Regions from separate parts of the Mus musculus genome. Here regions 1, 2, 3, 4 and 5 are each linked to region 6. The links are chromatin contacts, called in public ChIA-PET, HiChIP or PLAC-seq and promoter capture Hi-C maps. All regions are on one chromosome and are shown on one strand. Each heading gives the region's core, a stretch centred on a gene start, on an enhancer-like site or on the middle of the called end of the contact. The rest is flanking DNA. Distances are from core to core; before and after follow the strand shown.

What was found. Promoter capture Hi-C pulls out the DNA fragments that hold promoters and counts their contacts. ChIA-PET counts read pairs in DNA pulled down with a chosen protein or histone mark. HiChIP or PLAC-seq counts read pairs in DNA pulled down with a chosen protein or histone mark.
Region 1: an H3K4me3 HiChIP or PLAC-seq map of embryonic stem cells shows a contact between it and region 6, with 9 times the contacts expected there. The contact joins the enhancer-like site here to the promoter of Atp6ap2 in region 6. A contact is called at or near these places in 2 of 39 promoter capture datasets (embryonic stem cells and liver), 2 of 484 Hi-C or Micro-C datasets (CD8 T cells and embryonic stem cells), 11 of 115 datasets of contacts at active chromatin or transcription factors (bone marrow-derived dendritic cells, effector CD8 T cells, embryonic stem cells and 4 more) and 3 of 9 other capture datasets (adipose tissue, embryonic stem cells and liver).
Region 2: an RNA polymerase II ChIA-PET map of memory CD8 T cells shows a contact between it and region 6, with 13 read pairs. The contact joins the promoter of Bcor here to the promoter of Atp6ap2 in region 6. A contact is called at or near these places in 3 of 484 Hi-C or Micro-C datasets (CD4 T cells, bone marrow-derived macrophages and forebrain), 2 of 115 datasets of contacts at active chromatin or transcription factors (astrocytes and memory CD8 T cells) and 1 of 9 other capture datasets (liver).
Region 3: a contact with region 6 is called in an RNA polymerase II ChIA-PET map of memory CD8 T cells, with 6 read pairs. The contact joins the promoter of 5730405O15Rik here to the promoter of Atp6ap2 in region 6. A contact is called at or near these places in 1 of 39 promoter capture datasets (erythroid cells) and 1 of 115 datasets of contacts at active chromatin or transcription factors (memory CD8 T cells).
Region 4: a contact with region 6 is called in an H3K4me3 HiChIP or PLAC-seq map of forebrain, with 4 times the contacts expected there. The contact joins the enhancer-like site here to the promoter of Atp6ap2 in region 6. A contact is called at or near these places in 3 of 484 Hi-C or Micro-C datasets (CD4 T cells, cerebral cortex and uterus) and 4 of 115 datasets of contacts at active chromatin or transcription factors (astrocytes, forebrain, memory CD8 T cells and 1 more).
Region 5: a contact with region 6 is called in a promoter capture Hi-C map of erythroid cells, with 18 times the contacts expected there. The contact joins the promoter of Usp9x here to the promoter of Atp6ap2 in region 6. A contact is called at or near these places in 1 of 39 promoter capture datasets (erythroid cells), 3 of 484 Hi-C or Micro-C datasets (CD8 T cells, regulatory T cells and uterus), 4 of 115 datasets of contacts at active chromatin or transcription factors (effector CD8 T cells, extraembryonic endoderm stem cells, memory CD8 T cells and 1 more) and 1 of 9 other capture datasets (adipose tissue).

Annotation. Positions count from the first base shown.
Region 1 is chrX:12,856,828-12,859,567 of GRCm38.p6, reverse strand. No RefSeq gene overlaps it. Among named protein-coding and RNA genes, the nearest start is that of AA414768, 79 kb to the left of the region's middle. Within about 2 kb of position 1,442, at least 178 of the 459 cell types and tissues checked have an H3K27ac peak or open chromatin away from gene starts, as enhancers often do. A contact at or near this core is called in adipose tissue, bone marrow-derived dendritic cells, embryonic stem cells and 1 more, where this site is marked.
Region 2 is chrX:12,079,169-12,081,916 of GRCm38.p6, reverse strand. Bcor (BCL6 interacting corepressor) reads left to right here and starts at 1,364. Exons shown (of 15, transcript NM_029510.3): 1 at 1,364-2,099.
Region 3 is chrX:13,040,557-13,043,681 of GRCm38.p6, reverse strand. 5730405O15Rik (RIKEN cDNA 5730405O15 gene) reads right to left here and starts at 1,667. Exons shown (of 3, transcript NR_038158.1): 1 at 1,573-1,667; 2 at 26-125.
Region 4 is chrX:12,150,549-12,153,281 of GRCm38.p6, reverse strand. It overlaps a transcript of Bcor not described here. Among named protein-coding and RNA genes, the nearest start is that of Gm46687, 59 kb to the right of the region's middle. Within about 2 kb of position 1,456, at least 84 of the 459 cell types and tissues checked have an H3K27ac peak or open chromatin away from gene starts, as enhancers often do. A contact at or near this core is called in cerebral cortex, forebrain and memory CD8 T cells, where this site is marked.
Region 5 is chrX:13,070,042-13,072,755 of GRCm38.p6, reverse strand. It overlaps Usp9x (ubiquitin specific peptidase 9, X chromosome), which reads right to left and starts at 1,258. Exons shown (of 45, transcript NM_009481.2): 1 at 1,023-1,258.
Region 6 is chrX:12,586,314-12,589,198 of GRCm38.p6, reverse strand. It overlaps Atp6ap2 (ATPase, H+ transporting, lysosomal accessory protein 2), which reads right to left and starts at 1,440. Exons shown (of 9, transcript NM_027439.4): 1 at 1,264-1,440. The coding sequence starts at 1,303.

The DNA of each region.
Region 1 (2,740 bases), core at 193-2,692, 270 kb before region 6:
TGTTCTCTTGGTCTCTTTCCTTCTTGCTCCTGCTCTGTCTCCTCGACCCTTCCCCACCCCCACCACCACCATGTGCTCATGGCCTGCCTCTCCTCCTCTCCTCTCCTCTCTCTACCTTTCTCTGCCTCTACTACCTTCTTAACTCCCCTCCCCATGCCCTGAATAAACTCTATTCTATTCTATTCTATACTGTTCTGTGGCTGGTCCCTCAAAGGGAAGGCATGCCTCAGCATGGGCCTGCTGAGACATTCCCTTCCCCCACACCTCACCACACATCCAAAGAACATAATCTCTTCTCTCTTTATCTTTTTATTAACACATCACAGTTGACCTGGTTCAATGCCCAGCACCTACATGGCAGCTTAATTCTAGTTCCAGGAGATCCAATGCCCTCTTCTGTCCTCCACAGGCACCAGCCACACATGTGCATGGGCATACATGCAGGCAAAACACCCAAACACATATTAAATAAATATAAGTAATTGCCAGGTATTTGGTTGTTTTTTTTAAAATTACACAGTGTGTACATGTGCTTGTTCAAAGACAGTTGTTATGCATTGTACCAGCTTTGTGGGAAAACCCGCATCCATTCTCCTCACACAGCTGGTATCTGAAGGCAGAGAACAAGGGTCATCTATGTACTATACACTTACCGACTCACTGTTTTATCAGAGGATGTTAAGTAATTACAGATTTCAGCATAGACTCAAAGATTCTCTTCATCTGGGAACTTCTCTTATCACTTGTATTCAAAGGTTAAATATAGAAGAAGGAATAAAAAAAAAAGACTCCAGACATTATGTAGTCACTGTCTGGAACTGGCAGGCATTATATTTCAACAGGATATTATCACTAAGGCGAAGAGAAATGATTCTTACTGGGTAGGAAATGATTGCACAGAGCAGTGTTGTTCAAGCAATCAGAGATCACGTCATGTGGTGAATGAAGGGTTTGCAATTCTATTGTTCATTTAAAATGGGCTGCTGGGAGAAAAAAGGCTGAAAAGAGCTTAGGGAGCAATGTCACACAGCTCCCCACCCCACCCCCACCCTGCTCTCCGCCCAGAAAATTCTGGAGTTCTAAAGTACCTGCTCTGACATCAGCCATCAGCAACCTTGGCTCTTTGAATTCCTTGCGTTTAGCTTGCACTCCCACCCGGTTCCCGTGTGGCGTTCATAGGGAACTGAAAGGGACCACGGGGTGTCTTTCCAAAGGTTTGTTAGGAAATCTGTCTTAGTTTCAGAACAGATTTTCTTCAGTTCTCTCACTGACTTCTGTTCTCAAGCAGGCCACTTGAGCGCATGTCACCCTTAGGAAATGAGCGTTTGCTACGGGATGACAGTAAAGAGTCGGTTCCTGGCAATCTCTAGCTGAGGTGCCATCTTGGAGCAACGCAGTCTTCCCCCCTCCCTTCCCTCCTTGCCTCTGCATGCAGGAGAAGAAAGAAAGTGGGAGGCACCCGGGAGGCTTTGAGCAGAGGTGGGGACTTCCCAGCACTAATAGAAAGAGGAAGGGAAAAGTGCCGGGGTGGCCCAGTAGTGAGACAGGGGGCAGAGCAGGAACATTGATCATATTAGCCGCCATCAGGAGGAAAGTCCCTGCCCGTGGGACACTGGCAACTGGAGTGGTAGTAGCTGAGGTACTGTTCAATGTACAGGTTGCTGGTTTAATGTTTTACTCCAGCCCACTGAAACCTAACCTTTTTCTTATTTTGAAACAAGCCTTCACCGGATCTCTCTCTCTCTCTCTCTCTCTCTCTCTCTCTCTCTCTCTCTCTCTCTCTCTCTCGCGCGCGCGCGCGCGCACACACACACACACACACACATACACACACAGGATACAATCACTGGGTCTGTCTGTCTGTCTCTGTCTGTCTCTGTCTCTTTCTCTCATACATACACACACATGGGATACAAAACAATACAGCAAACATCTGGCTTAAGATAGAAAGCAGGTCTGGGGGTGCTAGGCTTGGTGGTGCACACCTTTGGTACCAGCACTTAGGAGGCCAGGACAGCCAGGACTCCATGGAGAGGCTCTGTATCAAAAAGCAAACAAACAAACAATAACAAAAACACAAGAAAGGGAAATAGGGCTGCACTGCGGAGCACAGAGACTTGAGTTCAGACCCCCTCCCAGCCAGGCACAGTAACCCCTGTCTAATCCAAGAGCTCCACAGCAAGATGGGAAGCAGAGACCAGAGAATCCCCAGGAGATCTCAGGCCAGCTAGCCTGGTATAGCCTGGGGCAAACAGCAGACTTTGTCTCACATAATGTGGAAGATATGGATTGATACCCAAGATTGTTCTTGGACCTCCGTACATGCAGTGTAGTATCTGTGTGAGTACACTCACACATATGGACAGATATACACAGACACATACATCACATATATATAAACTCACAAAATATAATGATAAAATACAAGATAGAGAATGGCTTAGATAGTCAGAGGCAGCCTCTGTGTACCCTCAAGACAACCATAAGTTTTGAATAGTATTATAACTTCCATGTGGACTTTTATTGTTTTGTTACACATATATTTATTTTATCAATCTTAAATGTATTAGTCTACTTTGGATTACTAGAACAAGATACCTAAGGCTGGTTGTTTGTAAAAGGTTTATTTAGCTCATAGGTCTGGACATAGACTAACTAGTCAGGGAGCATGGCAGTAGCCACTGTAAGGCCCCCACTGGCTCCATCACAACCCAGCAGAGGGCAACATGTGGTCAGCTGC
Region 2 (2,748 bases), core at 115-2,614, 510 kb after region 6:
GCGGTGTTCGTCCTTGAGGCTCTGCATTCCGGGGAGGCCTGAACCTCGCTTCTCGGCTTCCCCCTTTCGCTTGCCTGCCCTTCCCCGCCCCCCATCCCCCCCTGGCGCCCAGAGCTGCTCCTGGTGCGTAGGAGAAGCTCGATACGTGTCAATTGGATTGAACTGCTGCGGGCGCAGGCTGTACACTGCCGCCGAGCCTTGATCTGCACGACGTTACCGAGTGAAAATTTATGGGCTGAACGGTGAAGCCAAAAGTTGTTCCCGGCCAAGTAAAATAAAACGCGGGAGATACTCTCACGAGGCCGAGGTGAGAGACGAGGGCAGACCTTCCAGCCATCGGAGGTCCGGACTGTGAAATGCTTAAGAACTGGGAGAAACTCAGGCTCATCCCAGGTCCCTTTATGGTCCTCCCACCCCCTTGTGTCCCCAAGAGCAGCCCCCCACCTCAACACAATTCCCACACAATTGAAATGTCCGGGGAGCAAGGGCGCGGAACTGCCACTGTTGCGGGTGGTGGTGTTTTCACGTAGCTCTTAGCGCCTTAAGGGGAAGTAGCTCCTCTGGGAAGAAGGGGCGAGGTGCGGTGGGGGTGGACGCCCACGCGCACTCAGGCTCTGCTGGGCTGGCTCTCGGAGGGGACGCTAGGCCGGGAGAGCGCAGCGCTGGTGGCGAGAGGAGGCAGTGGCGCCTGCCGCTGGGGTTTGACAGCTTTGGCTGAGAGGAGTGCGAGGCGCTTTATGGTAATTGCGGTCCTCCACTGGCCTTCTGGGTAGCAAGGGGAGTCTCGGCGCGCGGCAGGGAAAGCCTCCCCCGCCGCCCCGCCGCCCCGCCGCCCCCCATTCTTGGGGCTGGGGATTTGTTGGCCGACCTAGCCGTCGCCGCTGCGGAGTCGGTCTCCAATACCCTAGGACGTGAGCCCTGGCTGGGCGTGAATGCTAACTCGGCCGGAGCTGGGACGGAGAGGACAGAGGGCGGTAGAGTTGGGGGGGGGGTACGAGGACACGACCCGCCACCCAGGTGGTTTGGGGTTCAGATGTGGCGAGGCCCCAATGCACCCGGCTGGGAATCCGTGAGGGCCGGGGAAAGTCGGGCGAACCTTTCCTGGGGAATCACCCCCTCCCGAAACCCCACCGCGGAGGCGCCGCAGCGGAGGGTGAGCGGAGACTGGGGATCTCAAACTTGCGAGAGCTGGAGGCGGCGGCGGCGGCGGGCGGGCGGGCGGCTGTCGCTCGAGCGCTGCGCCTGAGGGGGGAGGGGAGGCGGCTGTTGGGAGGGAGGGAGGGAGGGCGGGCGGAGGGAGGGGGAGGAGGAAGAGGAGGGAACCTGGGAGGGGGGACGCGTTGGGATCGCGGCGTGCGGCAGCAGACGGAGCCTGAGCTCCCAGCGGCAAGGTGAGGCAGAGCTGCGCTCCGGGCCGAACGGCGACCGAGCTCTTCGGCCGAGGGGGAGACGCGCCGGAACCCAGAGCACGACCGAGAGCGGGAGCGAGGCGGGCGGCGGTGGCGGAGGGGGAGCACGCGAGCCGCCGGGCGGAGAGCCCGAGCCGCGCTGTCGCCGCGGAGGGACGACTTGGCCAACACACTCGCTCACACACACTCACACACACACCCAGCCCGAGCGGGCGCTCTCGGCGAACCGTCAACATGGCGCTGGGGCTCTTGCCCGAGCGCGGGCGGCAGCGGCGGCGCGGGAGCTGCTGAGGGTGACAGAGCTCGGGCCAGCTGCGGGAGGAGAGGATCGCGCGGGGCCGTCGCCACCTGCCCTGAAGCTCGCAGCCCGCCCCGCCCCGCCCCACCCCCACGCGGCCCAGAGCCCACCCCTCCGCCGGGCCGACCCCGAGGGCAGCAGAGCGGCTGCAGTCGGCGGCGAGCGAGCGCGGCGCTGGGAGTGGACTGCGGGCACCAGAGGAAGCCAAACTTTGCTGCTCGCTGCGCTTTCCCGGCCGGGCTCCTTCACGTAGCCGCCCTCTCCCGACCCCGCACACATTCACCCAGCCAGCCGCCCCCGGATCTTCCTCGCCGCCTGGACTCCGCTCCGGGGAAAACTTCAAAGCGCCGGATCGCAGGGCTCCCTGCCTACTTCCCGACTGGGGATTTCAGGTCAGTGCCCGGAACACCTTTCCCCGGGGGCCGCGGGCGGGCTGGCGCGCCGGGGACTGCAGCCGACCTCCTCCCTCCGAGGGTTTCTCCTCCGACTTCGGTAGACCCCCGTTGGGAGGCTTAGCTACCTTGCTCGCTTTCGGTTTTACATCAGAGCTGCAAGTTATTAAAAATGCAGCCAACCTAAGCGGCCCCCGCATGGGCACCAGGGAGGGAGGGACTCGACGGAGGACCTGCCGCCTCCCGAGGGGTTGGGAGGATCGGGAGTTGAACGAGTGGAAGTTTGCAGCCTCTGTGTGTCTGCGCGGGAGCGCGGTCGTCGCCGAGCGTCGGGAGTCAGGCGGGGGGGGGGGTGCTGGGCTGGAAGCTGGGAACCTCGTCTCGGCGTTACCTCGCTAGCAGGAAGGGGAGGGCGGCGGGTTCCCGTCTGCTTTCTTTTTCGACTCGGAAAAGAACTGTAAAAACCCCCAGCCGCCGCCGCTTCGTCTGGCCTCTCCTGGGGCCCGGCGGTGCCTCCGAGTGGAACGCCGGCTTGAGCGTGCGCTAGTGTGTGCGGCGGGCGCCTCGGACCGAGCCGAGCTCGACCTGCCGTCGTCGCTCAACTCCGGAGGGGAGTCCCGGGTTTTTCCTTGGCTTGCCCCAAAGCGTG
Region 3 (3,125 bases), core at 418-2,917, 450 kb before region 6:
TCCCTAGGGATTGCTGGCTACCTACCCAGTCTAGCAGAGTTGGTGAGTTCCAGGTTCAGTGACACACCATGTCTTAAAATGTAAGGTGGAAAATGATTGAGAAACACTCCGTGCTAACCTCCAACCTGTATACAGAAAGGGAAAAGGAGAGAAAAATATTAAACATGTGCCTATTTTATGATCCAGCCATTTTATTCCTATGTATTTGGCCACAAGCAAAGAAAGCATATATCTACATGAAAGAGTTGAATATGAATGTTCAGAGTCACTTTATTTATAACAGCCCCAAATTGGGAAGAACTGGAATGTCCATCAACAAATGAAAGGATAGCCATGTTGTCATACAGCCATACAGGGCAATCTTTAAAAAGGGAGAAAAACTATCTATAGGTATAGTAATATGGATGAATTGCAAGTGAGTTATCATGTGTGAAAGAAGCCAGTCAATAATTATTACTACAAAATTCTAAACAAATTTATTTTGTGATAAGAAGTAGATCAGTAACATGGGTGTGATATGGCAAGCCTGTAATCCCAGCACCTAGGAGGCTGAACCCTGAAGACAGAGAGTTGGAGGCCAGCCTGGGCTACCAGGCAAGAGCTTGAGCCAAAAAAAAAAAAAAAAAAAAGAAAGAAAGAAAAAAGAAAAAAGAAAAAAAAGCCTGAGCCCTGGTTGCCTGGGGTGAGGATAAGGGAGGAATTTGAAAGGAAAATTAGGAAATTTTTGTGGTGATAGATTTGGTCACAGTTTCGGTTGTGGCGATGCTGTAGTGGTGCGTGCGTGCATGTGTGTTCTATGCAATCATATATTTTAAATATATACACATCCTTATAAAGTAATCGCACCTCAGTAAAACCATAGAAACTCCCAGAACTGACTTTATTGTCCTTCCCCTGAAACAGTGCTTCTTTCCTCTTACATGCTATTGAAAGCAGGGAAACAACATGGTTGGCAGGGATATATCTTTTCAAAATTTTTTTAAAGACAAAAAAAAATGAAATAAAATAAAATAAAAAACCAACCAAGAACCTGATTTTCTAAAATGTCTTCCTATTGACCTATTCATTTATGGATTCCCATTCAGTTGAAAAGGCCTACCAAGCCCGCACACATCCTTTCATGGTTGTGATGACGTATGAAAAAAAATACTGTTAGGCCCTGGGCTTCTAGAAAAATGGAGTAAAATGCACTTTCCCCAGTACCACTAAGAACACCCAAAATGCCTAATTTCGATATAAAATAAGGTGGAGGTGAAAAGCAGAGCTATTGAGGGCTACCGGACCTGATGAACACATGACCGTGGGTTTCCATACCTTCCAAACTGGTTTTGGAGAAGCCAGCACCCCAGAAAGAGCAGGCACAGAGAGAGAAATGAAAAACAAAATAAACAAAAATCCCACCCTGCAAGAAAAGTCTGATTTTTCTATCTAGACAGAAAACTTCTGCACAATGACAGCTCCATTTCAGCCAAACACTACAAGGGGGTAAAAAAATCTCAAAAGTCTGTGTGGCCCCACCCTTAAGCAGGAAAAGCTCGAGCCTTCTAACAGTAAAGAGACATTCCCACACACCCCTTGCCTCAGGGAGATAGCAGGGAAGGCAGGAGTCCCAGCGCTGTGGCCTGCGGGGAGGCTAGGGCGCCTCCCATTCCTTGGCTCTGCTGAAACAGCCCGGACTTTCCCCTCCTCCAAGAAGATCCGAGGCGTCCCGCCCCCTCCGCCGACGTCACCCAGCCAGGGGTCTGAACTTTCACCCCCCTTGCAGCGCTGACGAGTTCCTAGCTACCGCCAGATTACTGGAGGCAATGTGGAGGCGCCACAGAGCGCAAGGCGACTGGCGGTTAGCGGCCTAGAATGGAGCCAGCATCCTGTCCCACCCCGCCCTGCCCCGCCAGCCCCGCCCCGCCAGGCAGTCACACGTAGTCCAGGAGCGCAGGCGCAGGTGCGAGCGTGCGCGTGCGCACACGTCAGCAAACGCGGCTCTCGGAATCTGGAACTTAACCCTTCCTTGCCTGTAGCTGGTTAGTTTGAGCTGCGTAGGAGAGACTTGCTGAAACATAGTATTTAACTAATATAACGTCAGTTTTTGAAACATACTCTCCATACTGAGAATCGGGGAATTCTCAGCTTGAGTGGGAAACGACAATTCACTAAGGTGACAGGATTGTTAGAATCAACTGGCAAGGATTTAAAAACAGCTGTCATTTGTAGCCCTTTTTTGTAAGCATGTTTGTTTGAAACAAATGGGGAGGAAAGTCTCAAAACTCAAAATTTTTTGAACTGAAAATTACAATAGCTTACAGGCAAAAAAAAAAATTAGACTCAATAGCAGAATCTAAAAGTCTAGGGGGAAAATCAGAATTGATCCGATTAGAATAGAATTTACTCTATTTAAGCAAGGAAAGAAAGTAGACTGGAAAAAAAGAATAGCCCTTCAGGGACATGGAAGATAATATATTAAAAATCTAAGTTTTTGATCATAAGAGTTTCAAGAGAGAAAGATGAAATTAAAGTAGTAATCAAAGAATGAATGCCTAAAATGTTCTGAAATTTGCCCAAAAGGCATAAACATATAGATGCAGAATATGTGTGTCTGTTGTTTTTTGGGACATAGTTTTTCTGTAGCTCTGGCTGTCCTGGAACTCGCTCTTGTTTGTAGACCAGGCTGGCCTCGAACTCACAGAAATCCAGCCTGCCTCCGCCTCAAGTGCGGGGATTGAACATATTCACCACCACTGTAGGGCAAACCTGAGAAATTTTTAAGCAGGATAAACAACAACAAAAACCTGTGGTTTATCAGAGCCAAGCTTCTGAAAGTTAATAGAAACTAACCTAAGCACCCAGAGGAAAACATGTTCTCTAAAGAGAAAAAATAGGAGAAAGCAAAAACAGTGGAAGAAAACTGCCATGTTTCTCAAGTGCTGAAGAGAAATTTAGTCAGGCATGGTGGGTCTCATATGCCACACTTAACAGTCTGAGAGAGGAGGGACCCTGGGTTTGATTTCCCAGCGTAGCAAATAAGAACCATGATAATCTTGATAAACATAAATGACAGAGAAGTCTTGGCTATCAGGAAGGAAGGAAGAATGACAGAGTAAAAGGGAAGATAAATACAGTAGACAATG
Region 4 (2,733 bases), core at 207-2,706, 440 kb after region 6:
GATTTCGACTATTAGCAGTTAATCTGTTATCTGCGGTCACCAAACAAGTTCTAGGGCTCGGAGGATGCCGAATTCCTGTTCCAATTGAGCCGGGATCTGTTGGGCACATCCAATGCCCATAGTTTCTTCCAGTGCAAATCCAGTTTTGGAGAACTGGGTTTCCCAGATGGGGCACTGATTTGAGGTCTCATTAGACTCTCTTAGGCAGTCAAAGATCTGCTTGCATCGCCGCTCGAACTCACGTCCTGCCTGTGATTCAGAAGTGTGTTTAAAATGGTTACACACACACACACCCTTAGTTTCTCAGGCCTGTCAATTTTGCACGTAGTAGGCCTCCAAAAATATTAGCAATGTACGATAGAAACTAAAGTGAATCTCTGGGCCTGGAAGACAGACTGATACACAGCCTCGTCCTGGGAAGACTATTGGGGTGCCCAGATCTTCCCTTGGGCCGCTGCAGCCTGCGTTCATCTTCGGCCTCCGCGGGCCAGGGCGGGCGGGGTAGGCCAGAAGGCACTAAGCGCCTGGAGCCTGCACGATGATAAATATTGCGCAGACAGCCCATAAATAATTTGCATTATGTTCAGCTGACAACGCAGGGCGATTAATTTTAATAGCTACATATTTGCCTGGGCTGCTGCTTTCGTAGGCCCGGTAATGAAAGGCGAGAGGCCGCCCTGGCTCCGTGCTCATGGTCCCGGAAGGCAGCCGGGAGGAATGGGAAGAAGGCCCGATGCGGTTTCTCCTCCAGGCAGTCCCCAGGGATCCCGGGTTCCTGCCCCTCTCCCCCCCCCCCCACCCCGGCCCTCTCCTCAGTGTAGAAGTGGGGTGCGTGTGAAGCCCAAGTAACCCCGAGGCCTCAAGCAACAGGAGCCACCATAATGACGCTGCAATTTGTCTGGGTTGGGATAGCCACTTGTGGAAGGGAGATCCTGCGGGGGGCGGGGGGACATGCTCTCCACCCAGACCAAACCCCGAGTGAATTCAGGGGTGTAGGGGGTCACAGTCCGCTTTGGTCCTGGGGAAGTGCTGGTATTTTCCAATGCGCCTGCCTATTTGCCAGTAGATCTTTAGCTTGGCGAGGGCTTTGCCGACCTCAGGGCAGGAGCAAGGGGCAAAACAAAGCCGTGGGGTCCGCGTATCCTGACCTCTTTTTGGGTTCAGAGTCCTCTCTGCCCATCCCGCACCCGGAGGGAACCCCCACCCCCATATTACTGGCCGCAAAGGCCCATGGAAAGGATGGAAAGAAAGGGTCCCGAGCAGCTCTTTAAAAGAGGGGGCGGGGAGGAGAACGCGGTGAGCCAGGCCACAACAGGGCAGCCGCCGCAGTCCCGCGGTGGCCCGGTGCGTGCGTGTGCGTGTCGATGTGTGCGTGTCGATGACAAAGCCCCGCTGCCGTCAGCAAGCTCCCGGCTGCTCGAGCGTGGGTGGGGGAGGGGAAGAGAAAGTAGTAGGGGGTGGAACCCTCGCTCACGTAGGTAGCTGAAGCTTCTCTGGAGAAAGAGTTCATTCATGAGCCACAGGAGTCTCCCCGGCCCGGCCAGGTGGAGCTGGCTAAAGCTAGCACCTGTTTTATTTATTTGCCTTTTTGGAAACAAGCAAGTGCATCGATCATTACCATATTTTAATTGCCTTTCTCAAAGGTCATCTCTAATTATGGGTTACGAGAAGGGCTGGCTAAGGGGTCTGCAACCCCTGTGTGTGTGTGTGTGTGTGTGTGTGTGTGTGTGTCCTCTGAGACAATGCTCCTAGCTCAGATCGAAATGCCATTCCGAGGGTGTCCGCGAGCGCCTGCAAGACTGTCACGACGTGCTGGATCCACGCAGACCCTGCTGCGTGCACAATAAAAGCCGAGCAGGCGGCAGAGGGCCGTGCAGACCCACGGGTTTTCTTTTTAGAAACGGTGGTGCGAAGAGACTTGACAATAATAACACGCAGCAGGATTAAACCAGGGCGGGAAGAAGAAAATGCATTTTCGTTTCTAGGACTGAGAGGGTGTTTAACCCATCCGATCCCCCAAGAGCTTTTTTTATGCACACACAGAGACAGGTGCGGGACACACGGTGGCTTGGGACAACCTATTTTTCATATTAATCTCGTCCCTTCTTTAAGAATGGTTGTTCATTACAGTGTGAGCGAACGTTTGTAATGTTTATTCTTTTGTTTTATGGAAAATTATACCAGACTAGCTGAAAAGAAAAAAAACCGGTTGAGGTGAGGTTTTTTTTTTTTTTTTTCTTTTCAAAAGTGCGTTTTTAGGATGCTTCCTCCTCGCCCCCTTCATTTTAAATCATTTTCAGAAACTCTTGAGGCAAAAGGCTGTACTCAGAGGGAGCAGGGCAGAGGGGGTCTCAGGTTCTTGGGACAGGATTGAAGCGGGTAGAAATCAGGAAAGAGCTGTTGGGTAGAGGTGGGCACCCGCCACCCCAGCTTGGCTTTCTCAGAAGAGCCTGGCATTTGTGAGTCACCAGCCTGTTTCTGGGAATGCCGCTTGCTAGAGCCAGGGCCTGGGTCAGGCGTCTTGGAGAGTCGGAGGGTCTTGACTGCCTCTGCTTCCTGCCTGCCCCCACACCTGGCCTCCTGGCCTCACCAGCAGCCAGCTCTGCTGGGAGGAGGAAGGCAGAGCCAGATGACTGGTCCAAAGCCCCAGAGACCGCCTGGCTTTCTCCTCCCCTGTAATCATAACCAGATGCACTTAAACGCCTTTCATCAGAGGAAGCCCAAAGCCCTTTA
Region 5 (2,714 bases), core at 9-2,508, 480 kb before region 6:
GCCCGCGCCGTGCCCGCGCCCCCGCGCGCTCCCGACCGACCTCCCGCGCGGGTGGAGGGGCGGCACGGCGCGCCGGAGTCTCCATCCTCCTCCTTCTCCTCCTCCTCCTCCTCTCCACTCCCGTCAGGCAGGGAAGGGGGAGGAAGGGGGAGGGCCGGAGCCGTCAGCCATTTTCCCTGCCAGTCCAAAACACACACGCACACACAGCGCCACGCTCACTCACGGACACGGACACACGCTCGCGGGACGCCGGCCGCGCGCACCACGGAGGCTCGCGCGCGCCCGCGACGGCCGGGGCTCGGGGCGACCCCCAACCCCGGCAGCCAGGCCCCCAAGGGAGGACCGCTTACGCACACACACCCCCTCGCGCCGTCCTCCCCAGCCCTCCAGCCAGCCGGAGGCCCTGGGCGCCGCCGGGCTCGGTACTCACCAAACACAACCCGGGAGTCTCCTACGAAGCGGGCCACGCGGAGGCGGGAGACGAGATGCAAAAGCTCGATCCCGGGACCGGGCCTAACCTGGGAGCATCCCAAGCCGGGGGCTGGCGAGGGACAAAAATATGAGAGGCTGCGGATGGCGGGCGGGCTCGCGACGCGCGACGCGTACCGACCAGGGGTCTGGCCCTCACCCTGGCCGCCCTAGGGCAGCGGTGACCACGGCCGCCGCCTCCCTCTCGGCCGGCCGCAGCCCTCTTCCCCCTTCTCCCCTCAGGCTCGGGCGCTGAGCTCAGACAAGCTCCGGGCGGTGCGTTTCTCCTGCGTCACCTCCTCCTGCTCCTCCTCCTGCAGCGGCAGTTTCACCTTCCCCTAGTCGCCGCCTCTGTCCCCCCACTCCAGGCCTGCTCGCTTAGCTACCGCTCCTGTCCTCACTCCCGTCACCCACCCCAAGCCCTGGGGCGGTAAAGGCGGCCGCCTCCCTGGAGGGCGAGGCGGCGGCGGCCGACTCCCGCGAGGCCTGGGAGCCGGTGCAGGCAGGGAGGGGGTTCGCTGGGACAGGGAGGAGGGCCCCAATGGGCCGTTTACCGAGAGCTTGCGGCTCCGCCACCGGCGGACTCTAGCTTCCGCAGCCTTGGGTACCACAGCCTCGTCAATATGGCGAACCCAACAAATCAAGAAAGAAAAGAAAAGACAGAAAGAAAAAGAAAGAAAACCCGCACGGCCGGTGGTGGTGGCGGTGGCGGTGGCAGTGTCGGAGGCGGCGGCGACGGCGGCAGCAACAGCAGCGGCAGCGCAGACTCCCACTAGTCTCAGCACCGCCCAAGGCTCAGCGCTTCTCCGCCCCCATCAGGGCCCTCCCCCTCCAAGCCCCGCCCTCAGCGCCCGGCCCGGCCCCTCCCCTTGCCCAGCCCCCCTCTGGGCCAGCTGCCCCCTCTCCCTGTCCACCTCAGGCTGTTGAGGGAAAGAAAGGAAGAGCGCTGTGGGCCACTAGGGGGCCCAGACAAGGCCCCGTCGCCTGGAACACTGCGAGCTGGGTGGGGGAGGGGAAGACAATGCTAGGGAAAGATCGTACCATCGCTTCCGGACGGCCACTGCAGGGGGTCATGCGAGGGAGCCAGAGACCCTTACAAACCGTAGGGGACCGAACCGAGAGCTGACGAAGGACTCGGACCACTCCAAAGAGGAGGGTGGAGTGGGGGGAAGGGAGAGATCCGGCATGCGGCCTGGGCAAAGGGACTGACTGTCGGGAATGGCAGGGATGTGGACAGGAAAGGGTTAATAAGCACGCAAGCTGCAGCCGCGTCGCTAGTTTGACTAGGGCTGCTTGTTTTTGTTCCATTGTGAACCATGGCCCCACCATCCAGTGCCCGGATGGTGACGTCACCGGCCTCCCCCTTTTCCGGGATGGTTCGGAGGATTGGTTGGGGAGTGGGGGGGGGGGGTGACGGAAAGACTAGATTCCTGGGTCCCGGTGCTAGGCGTTTGCACCCGCCTTGCTTGAGGGTCTCGACTGCGCAGCTGACCCATGTCACGTGACACGAGGATAGGACAAGCCACAGAGCAGTGGTGCCAGGTCCTGAGGGTTTGGCCACCTGCACCCAGCCGATAGGGGGAAGGTGTGGCTTGAACTCCAGAGCGGGGTCGCGGGGGGTGGGGGGAGCTGCTTCCCACTCCACTTTGAGGGAGGCGCTTTAAGCAGCTCATTCACACGATCCTGCAGCATCAGTACCTAAAAGCATTTCGTCAGTCTTAAAGGCATAGTGACTGGGACTGAGAACATTTTGGACACCGGAATCCTTACAACAGTAAAGACAAAAAATTATACACCGTCCTAGACACCTTAGCTACTCAGTAATACTAAATGTAGCAAAATGAACTTCTATTGCCATATCATCAACACCATTCAGTGTGAGAACCTGGGAGGGACTTATGAACCCATCCGCTATGTCAGGGACTATTTTCTGCATATTGAGACTCCGAACTATAAGCTGCGGAGGAAGAACTTAACAGAGCAATCTCAAACGTTGTAGGTTTGAAACGATTCTATAATTTACCTAAAATTCACAAATGAAGAGAAAATGAATACAATTACTGATCGATATTTCATTTTGACTTAAAAATGCCTGTTGGCAGCAAATCTTTAAAAATCATTATAAAATACTATAAAGTTAATTACATTTCATATAGAATAGATGAACTTATGCTATAAGCAGTCATTTCTTTAAAAAATTTTTTTCTATTTATTTCATGTATGTGAGTACACTGTACCTGTCTTCA
Region 6 (2,885 bases), core at 191-2,690:
CTCAAAACCATTACTAGGTCTTTTTCACTTCAACTGCCATTCCAAAAGTAGGACCAGCATCTCACACAGCACAGGCACAAGGTATCTCTTTGACACAAAACACCCATTCCTCCCCAAGGTGCTCTCCAGTTGATTTTTTTTTTTTTGAGACAGGGTTTCTCTGTGTAGCCCTGGCTGTCCTGGAACTCACTCTGTAGACCAGGCTGGCCTCGAACTCAAGAGATCCACCTGCTTCTGCCTCCCAAGTATTGGGATTAAAAGCATGCACCGCCATGCCTGGCTTCACTTGACTTATTGTATCTTATTGTCTGCAAGCTCAGCGTCTGTCCCACTACTCCCACGTTGCCACACAGCACTCCCTGTGCCACACACACAGAGTGGAAAGGCATCCATCCCCTTCTTGGAAGTCAACTGATCTGTCTGTCTTCAAACCCAGCTTTGATACATATTCCCCTTGTCATGCCCAGCTTTGATACATATTCCCCTTGTCATACCCAGCTTGATTCATACTCTGCAAAATGGGAATACTTTCTTCTAAGGATTACTGTAAACGAAATGCATTACTACATGATACTCAAGCCACAGGCCAAATATTAGCTCATTTCCATTCTTCTTATTCCATGTTAGAGAGCCTAGGTAGGTTCCACTAAGAAAGCTACCATTTATTTGACATGTGATCCTAAAAGCATGACTCATACCCTGCTCTCCAAATCCTTCAAATTGGGAACTGAAATCAATACTAAGAAATTGCGATCATCTTAAGAAATAATCATTATTTAAAAAACGATGACTCAACTTCACATCCTGATATGTATATATGAGGGAGGTAAGGGTTCACCCGTTGTCAATAACAACCATTAGAAATGAAGGTGGAAAAAAGACAGCAGCTAAAAAGCGGCAGCTAAATTGTTAGCTAACCTTTCCTTGGTAGTGGGTTGTGGTTCAACGGTGTATTAAGAAATGCAAACCCATCCTCCAAAGGGCCTTGAACAGGGAAGGAGTGATCAGACAAATGGGAGGACTGGGTCCTAAGCGGCTACGCGCCTTTACCCCCAAAGGCTGATGTCAGCTCCGGAGTCCCCCCAGGTGGCCCTGCTCGTCTCCAGAGACCACAAGGCCGCTCCGCCCGAGCCAGATCAAGGTCCAGAACCCCGAAGAGGGCCGCCAAGCCCAGACCGCCCCCACTGCGGCCCCCGCCAGCAGCCGCTCCCTCCCAGGGTCCCCGCGCCCCCTAGCTTCCCGCAGTGCTTCCCAGCTACTCACCCGCCACCAGAAAGAACAGGAGAACGACCAGCACAGCCATGGTGCCACGGTTGCTGAAGCGGAGATGAGCCACACGAAAAGGGACGCCGGGACTCAAGCGAGCACTGCAGCTCGACCGAGTGACGCGCTCCCGACGGTTCCGATCCCCAAGCCCCTCCCCTTTAGCCGCTCCAAGACAAGGTCTCAGCCAATCGCCAACTACGCCGCTACACGAGCGAGACGTAGCCTGGTCGACGTCAGCAATTGGGGCGGAGGCGAACGTGATGAATGGCATGCTCTGCCAATAGGAGTCAAGAGTTTTAAGAACAGGGCGGTTCTGTCCCGCCGGCCCACAACGACCGGTCACGAGATGAAGGGTAGGGCCCGCGGTTAGAGCAGGTGGCCCCACTGGTTGCAGGTTCTCGAAAGCCCACAGTGAGGCTTACTCCCGGGTGTGGACTCTTTGTCCAACCTCCGGTGACGATTTTCAACCCAGGCTTCGGTCTTTCCCGGTCTTGCACCTCCCGCCCGCTGCGACTGACAGATGGAAAGCGCTGGGCTAGCTCAGGTTTTGCTCTCTGGAGTACACAGACGCTGAGTACCTGAGGGAAGGAAGCCTGGCGCCTAGGGGAACCCCTGTCCATCTAGAAGAGATGCTACTTAAAATATAGGACTCCCGCTTGAATCTGAGTTGCAAAGAGTGATTTTTAGTGTGTCTAAAATATTTGTTTTACTTATTTTTATATATACGAAGTATCCATTGTCTGAAAGTGAAATATAACAGGGTATCCTGTTTTTTGATTTACTGTATTGAACAACTCTGCCTCCAAACACTGCGTACACAAGGAGTGATCCGATAGAATATTAATTATTTCGTTCTGAAATAATTAATATTTTCTAATCTGAATAAGGAGTTCAGGGAGGCTATGTGACGGCTAGACACACTAATTAGACCAAAATCATCCCTTGGCTCATAGCCTCTTACCTATGATGTAAGGCAAGAAGTGACATTGCCCATAATCTGTGGTTAGAAAACAACTTCTCAGTTGATGACCTTGAAAGATGAATATGATTTTAATATGTAAGTGGAGGATGTGGAAAGTGTAAAGAAAGAGTATAGCATATATGGTAGGGAAATGCCTCTTCCGATGAACTTTTAAATGTTTAGTTGGACAAAAGAGATTTTATAGGATAGAAGGATAGAGCTAAAATTTTAGTTCCTTCCTTCCTTCCTTCCTTCCTTCCTTCCTTCCTTCCTTCCTTTATCGTTTGGGGATGGAACTCCAGATCTGTGCACAATCTAGGCAAGTGCTCTACCACTGAGCCATACCTCAGGAAAATAATTTCTTTTAAAAGACCTTGACTTGTACACAGAAGAACTACAATTCATTAAGTACAAGTGGAGGAACCATTGGAAATGGCTGGACAGTGTTCAGTACACAGACGTAAGATAGGTGCCCTTGAGGGGAGATGGCTGTTTTATTCTTGGAACTGACTACGGGAGAACAAAGCGTTGCAGCACCTCCAGCAGTTAGTTCTCCAGGTGAAACTTAGCCAGCCCCAGAACTGGAATCAACCCCTGCCCCCTTACTCAGAAGGCAGTTTCTAGAAATCGCTATGTTTACCAAAGCCACTCAATTTAT